2 separate regions of the Mus musculus genome follow, and region 1 is linked to region 2. A link is a contact called in public HiChIP or PLAC-seq data. All regions are on one chromosome and are shown on one strand. The core of a region is the stretch at or near the end of the contact, and the rest is flanking DNA. Distances in the headings are between cores, read along the strand shown. Region 1 overlaps Agap1 (ArfGAP with GTPase domain, ankyrin repeat and PH domain 1). Region 2 has its middle 130 kb from the start of Gm41913.

Region 1 (2,829 bases), core at 40-2,539, 320 kb after region 2:
CCTGTATCTTTGGGGGAGCTGGATATGGGGACTGAACCCAGGGCCTTGCACCTGCTAGACAGCAGACATTCCATTAATGAGCCAAAACCCTATGGCTGTATTTTTGTTTTGAGACAGGGTCTTGCTCAGTTACCTAGAGGAACTTGAACTACTTCTGTGGCCCACAAATGCCTCAAGTTAGCAGTCCCTCCTATCTTAACCTCTCGAGTCTCTGGGATAACAGGCCTGACAAGATTCTATTTGCAACCTTCAGCTTATAAAATACGAAAGCTGGGGTCCCCACATACTGCATCATCCAAGGCTGGGACAGTACACAGAACACAAATCTCAAATCAGAAGTCCTCTGAAACAGCCGTCCTGATGGGATGGAGACTCATGCTGAGAAGATCTGAAGATGACATACAGCATCGCCCTGTCAGGCAGCCAGCTACCAGAAGCTAGCTCCCAAAGCCCAGCAAGAAGTTCTCTGTGGCTCTGGGCATCTGTGCCCAGGGAAGGACCATGCGTTGTGATGTCTGCTGCCAGCAGACAAGCATCTAAGAGACTGTGACCCTGATTACTAGCTATCAAATTGTGTTTTTTGGAAAGTTGGCCTGTGAATCAGGCGATTCCTCTGCTGACTTGCAAAGAGGTTCCTCTAAATAAAGCTTATAGGCTCTAACCAGTACTTGCAAAATCTATTGTTCATGAAAGAGGCATAACTGATGACCTGCTAGAAATGGCACTGGACGTAGGCCTAAGGCTTCTGTAAGCTTAGGGCTGAGGTGGGTGGCCAGCTGCCAAGGTGAGGAATTAGGGGATCAGCAGGGCTATTTGGACCCACTAGACTTTTCTTATTCAGACAATTGAATCCCTGCAGTGCCCAAGCCATGCCCGTGTGCTATTGAAGGATAGAGCAGAGAGATCAAGGACACACTCTGTGTGAGTGTGTTCTAAAATGGTGATATGCTATATGGTATGTATGGGAAATCCAAGATGTGGTCTGGTAGTATCCATTTAGGGACACCCAACAAAATAGTCCAGGAGCACTCAGCAAGCCTTGTGAAGCATTTCCTTTGAGCAGAGGCAGGTCTGGCTTTGTGCTGGGGATTTAGGTTTTGGAGTGACAGGCTCAGGATCCTGTGTCTTCTGAGACTGGGAGAGCCCAAGTCTCCAGGGCTGCGGGGAGAGGCCACACGCTATGACAGGGACATGTAGGCCTTCAGGGGGTGTTTAGGACTGGCTGTGGGGCTCCTGCTTCCTCCTGCTTAGAGTGCAGAGAGAGAGAGAGAGCAGCAGCTTGGCAGGCTGGGTGCTCTGAGTCTCCCTGGGAGACTGTGTGTCATCTGAGGTGGATGGAATGGATTCTTCTACTCTGCAGCTTGCATCCTTGTAGGGTAATGCACAAAACCTGGGATGGATTCCATACCAAGAAAGAATAACGGCAGCGGTTATCAACCTGCCTAATGCTGAGACCCTTTAATACAGAGTCTCAACCTTAAAACTATTTTGTTGCTACTTCATAACTGTATTTTTGCAGCTGTTGTGAGCCATAATGTAAACATCTGTGTTTTCTGATGCTCTCAGGCAACCCCTGTTAAAGGGTCATTTGCTCTCCAAAGGTGTAGTGACCCACAGGTTGAAGACCACTGCTGTAAAGCTGTAAAGGAATTCCAAATCCCCCCCCCCCACACGCACCCTCATTTTGTGAAGTATGCTTCAGGTAATAAGGGACATGTGTCTCCCTTTCTTTACTATGCACTAGATGCTATTAAGGTTCATGGTGGCATTTCCCAGAAGCCTTGTTCATACACACTGAGAGTTAGCCTCCAGCTCCAGTGACCCCAGGGTTGCGGCCCTCTCTTTCCTGTGGGCAGCTCCCATATCTCATCTTGAAGATCTGGGGACCTGGAATTTTCGAGCCACTGTACTGCTGTAAGGCTAGGTTGTGGCCAGGTCCTAGTGGCACTGACTTATTAGATGAGTGGCATGTTGGCTACTGTTGCCACTCTGAGACTTCCTCCACCGTTTCTTTCAGTCCTAAAATTACAAACATCATTTTTATAAGTTTGTGAATTCCTCGAGGCAAGAGAACCCTGTCTTGTCCTTTTGTATGTAGTATAACATACACACACACACACACACACACACAGTCTCTTTATGAATAAATAAGTCCATAGAAAAACAATGAAAATATGTTAATAATACTTCCTGGTTATACCAGGAGTTTAATTTTTAATGGTGCCTAGGCCAGTACTGGTCACGCTTTTCTGCTCTTTGTCGCCAATGAAGCTGCTGAAACAAAAGACGTGAATGCAGACCGGGGCACTGAGAGTCTGACTCCAGTTCCATTCTCACCCAGGAGCTGTGCACTCAGTCATGGAGAACTCAGCCTGAGCTCTGAGCCTCAGCATCCTCCTAACTGGATAGAGGTAGACATTTTAACATGCTTCATGCCTGCCTTCATGCCTTTAGAATAGCTGGTGGCTCTTGAGTTTTATCAGAGAGCTGCTTTATTCAAACAGAGGATGTCATGGCCTTGACCTTTGAATGGTCTGTCTGAAGGACCATTGTAGAGACGAAGAGTTTCAAACAAAATGTCTACCTTGCCCATAACTGATGGTAGGGATCTTGTAGTTGAGGTAGACGTCACCGGTGGTGGCTAGCTATATTTTGAAATCTTTGAAAATGAAATACAGGTTGGAAAGATGACTGAGTGGGAGAAGTACTTGACATACAAACATCAGGGCAGGACTTTGGACTCCCAGGACCCACTTAAATGTCAGGTGGATGTGGTAGCCCACCTATAATCTCAGTACTGAGGAGACAGAGTTTGGGAGATCCATGGAA
Region 2 (2,732 bases), core at 219-2,718:
GGTTAATGGCAGGAGGGACTTTGAGCCGCTTGTAGAGCATAGCTCTTTGCCACTGCAGCCTAATGTAGTGGGGCCATTTGACAAAGCGTGTTAGATTTTTTTTGGGCTGGATGTCCTGTCCAATGCCGAAGTTCTTGGGCCTTTTCTCAAACAAAGGACTGACCATCTTTTTTGCCTCCTGTTTCTTAATGACAGCGCGGGCCAGGGCCACCTTCTTCTCCTTGGCATTCTTTCCTTTGGGCATCTTGCTCAGCTGGTGGAGAGAGCTCATTTAGTTTTGAAACAGGGTCTTACTGTATAGCCCTAGCTAATCTAGAACACTTCCCCCTGCCCCCATGTAGAAAAGGCTGGTCTCAAACTTAGAGACCTTCCTGCCTCAGCCTTCTGAATGCAGAAATTAAAAGTGTGCTATCACCTTTTTATATAGATTCTAGTTTAGTCAGATGTATTTCTCTCCCTTCCTTTTTGTTCTCTTTTTGTCATAGTAGCGAGGGATGGGTGGGTTCATTTGAACTGAGCTTTTATATTTAACTTTTGGCCAGCACTAGAATTTGCAGTATGAATTTAAAGTCAACTACAAATTATTTTAAAACATCCAGGGGTTACTTAATTTCTCCTCTGCAATTTAGAAATCAAGCCCTGCCTTCTTGTTCAATTAAAATTTAACTCTTTAGCAAATATAATAATGTTATAATATATTATTTTGTGTCCAGAGAAGATATGTGTATGGCTGTGGTGATGGCAGTGGTGTGTGTGTGTGTGAGAGAGAGAGAGAGAGAGAGAGAGAGAGAGAGAGTGTGTGTCTGTGTGTGTGTAGGTGTGTGTGTGTGTCTGTGTGTGTGTGTGTGTAGGTGTGTGTGTAGGTATGTGTGTGTAGGTGTGTGTGTAGGTGTGTGGGGGTATTTGTGTGTGAGTGTGTATGTGAGAGAGTGTGTCTGTGTGTGTGTAGGAGTGTGTGTGTCTGTGTATGTGTATGTAGGTAGGTATGTATAGATGTGTGTGTGTGTAGGTATGTGTGGGGATGTTTGTGTATGGAGGTGTGGGGGTGTGGGGGGTGGGGGGTGTGTTCGTGTGCATACAAAGTAGATGTGCATCTGTGTCTATGCCAGAGAACACTGAGTGTCTTTCTCTATCACTCTCTACCTTATTCCCCTGAGACAAAGTGTCCTGTTGACTCTGGAGCTAGGCTGGCAGCCATCAAGCCCCCGGGGAATCTTCTGTCTCCATCATTCACAGAAGCTTGCATGGTGCCGGGGCTTTGAATTCAGGTCTTCATGCTCGCCCAGCAAGCCTCATATCCCAGCTATCTTCCCTGGCTCTGGGATCTACTCCTGTGTAAGTTTCTGCAGTGCACACTGTGTCTGCGCACTGTTTTCCCAGCATCCCCTCCCCCAGCACTCAGTACCAGCGGCCCCTCAGCAGCCATGGTAACACAGATGGCTTGCCGCTTCTGCCTCACATAGGGTTCTGAGCTTCAGGGAAGCACACCACTGGATTCCCACAACCAGATCACAGTCTCCTATCACCACCCTGTGGAGGAGGGCTCTGGGAAGCAGGTGGCACAAATTCATCCAGGTATTGAGTAGCAGCAGAGAAAAGTGGTCTGGGTAACTACCCTGGAAACACAAGGGGTGTCTCATGGCCTCTCACCTGCTCATACTCGGGTGTGTTAGAACTCTGTGAAACTGCCTTTTGTGCCTCTCCCGGCACTCTATCTCGCCTCTAGAGACCAGCTTTGAGCTCCTCTGAACATCTCAGGGAGCCTGCCACTTCATTTCTCCCCTCCCTTCATTTCCTCCTTCTTTGTCTGTCCCAGCACTACCCTGAGTGGGCACTGACTAGACCCCAGTCAGACAGTTCAGACAGCTTCCTCGTTGAGGTACGTGGCTTGTCTCAAAGAGCTGTTCTCAAGCCCAGGTGCTGATTTAAAACCACAGACACATGGAAGCCAGCAGAATGGAATCAAAGTATGGACCCCATTCTGAGGTCTCAGGAACAATAGGGCTTTAGGAGAGGGACCCTGTTCAACCCAGTTAGCCATACAGAGAAGGAGGCAGGGGAGGCTCATGACCACCCTCTGGAGCAGGCCCTGGTATCTTGTCCTCAGTATGAGACCAGGAGGAGGCAGGAGCCTGTGTAGGAAAGACCAGCCATTTCTCAGTGCCACCATTTCCTCCTTGAACCTCTGGGGTCTTCAGCGGAGTCCCTGTGCTTACCATGATGGCTCAACCCTGTTGTTCCTTCAAGGACTTGGTGAGCATCTGTGTAGCAGATGGGGACCGACCTTGTAGTTGTCCTTCCAAATGCCAGCTCAGGTGACAGACTACTACAACAGAGGGCTGATTGGTTATGTCTACATGGCTGAATCCTGCATCCGACCTGCAGTGGTTTGGGGTGAGGGCATAAGATGAACTGAAGAGGGGCTGGAAGATATGACTATTTGGGAGCCTGATCTTGTAGGTGACAACAGGGGAACAGGCGACTTTAATGAGAGAATAGTTTTAAGCCTTGGCCCAGGAGACATCAAGTAGACAGTGCCAGCACTGGCTAGTAAAAGGCCAGAATCCAGCAGGGCGTGGTGGTGCATGCCTTTAATCCCAGCATTCGGGAGGCAGAGGCAGGCAGATTTCTGAGTTCGAGGCCAGCCTGGTCTACAAAGTGAGTTCCGGGACAGCCAGGGCTATACAGAGAAACTCTGTCTCGAAAAACAAACAAACAAACAAACAACAACA

Evidence for each region. HiChIP or PLAC-seq counts read pairs in DNA pulled down with a chosen protein or histone mark.
Region 1: a contact with region 2 is called in an H3K4me3 HiChIP or PLAC-seq map of embryonic basal ganglia, with 3 times the contacts expected there. The contact joins two enhancer-like sites. A contact is called at or near these places in 1 of 15 datasets of contacts at CTCF or cohesin (the NIH/3T3 cell line), 2 of 484 Hi-C or Micro-C datasets (nephron progenitors and neural progenitor cells), 11 of 115 datasets of contacts at active chromatin or transcription factors (craniofacial prominence, embryonic basal ganglia, embryonic forebrain and 8 more) and 1 of 9 other capture datasets (embryonic stem cells).

The regions. Positions count from the first base shown.
Region 1 is chr1:89,575,927-89,578,755 of GRCm38.p6, forward strand. The region is part of intron 1 of Agap1 (ArfGAP with GTPase domain, ankyrin repeat and PH domain 1); the gene reads left to right. All of the region lies in intron 1 of Gm41914 (a long non-coding RNA gene), which reads right to left. Among named protein-coding and RNA genes, the nearest start is that of Gm41914, 3.6 kb to the right of the region's middle. Within about 2 kb of position 1,290, at least 198 of the 459 cell types and tissues checked have an H3K27ac peak or open chromatin away from gene starts, as enhancers often do.
Region 2 is chr1:89,256,738-89,259,469 of GRCm38.p6, forward strand. It overlaps the pseudogene Gm5259. Among named protein-coding and RNA genes, the nearest start is that of Gm41913, 130 kb to the right of the region's middle. Within about 2 kb of position 1,469, at least 9 of the 459 cell types and tissues checked have an H3K27ac peak or open chromatin away from gene starts, as enhancers often do.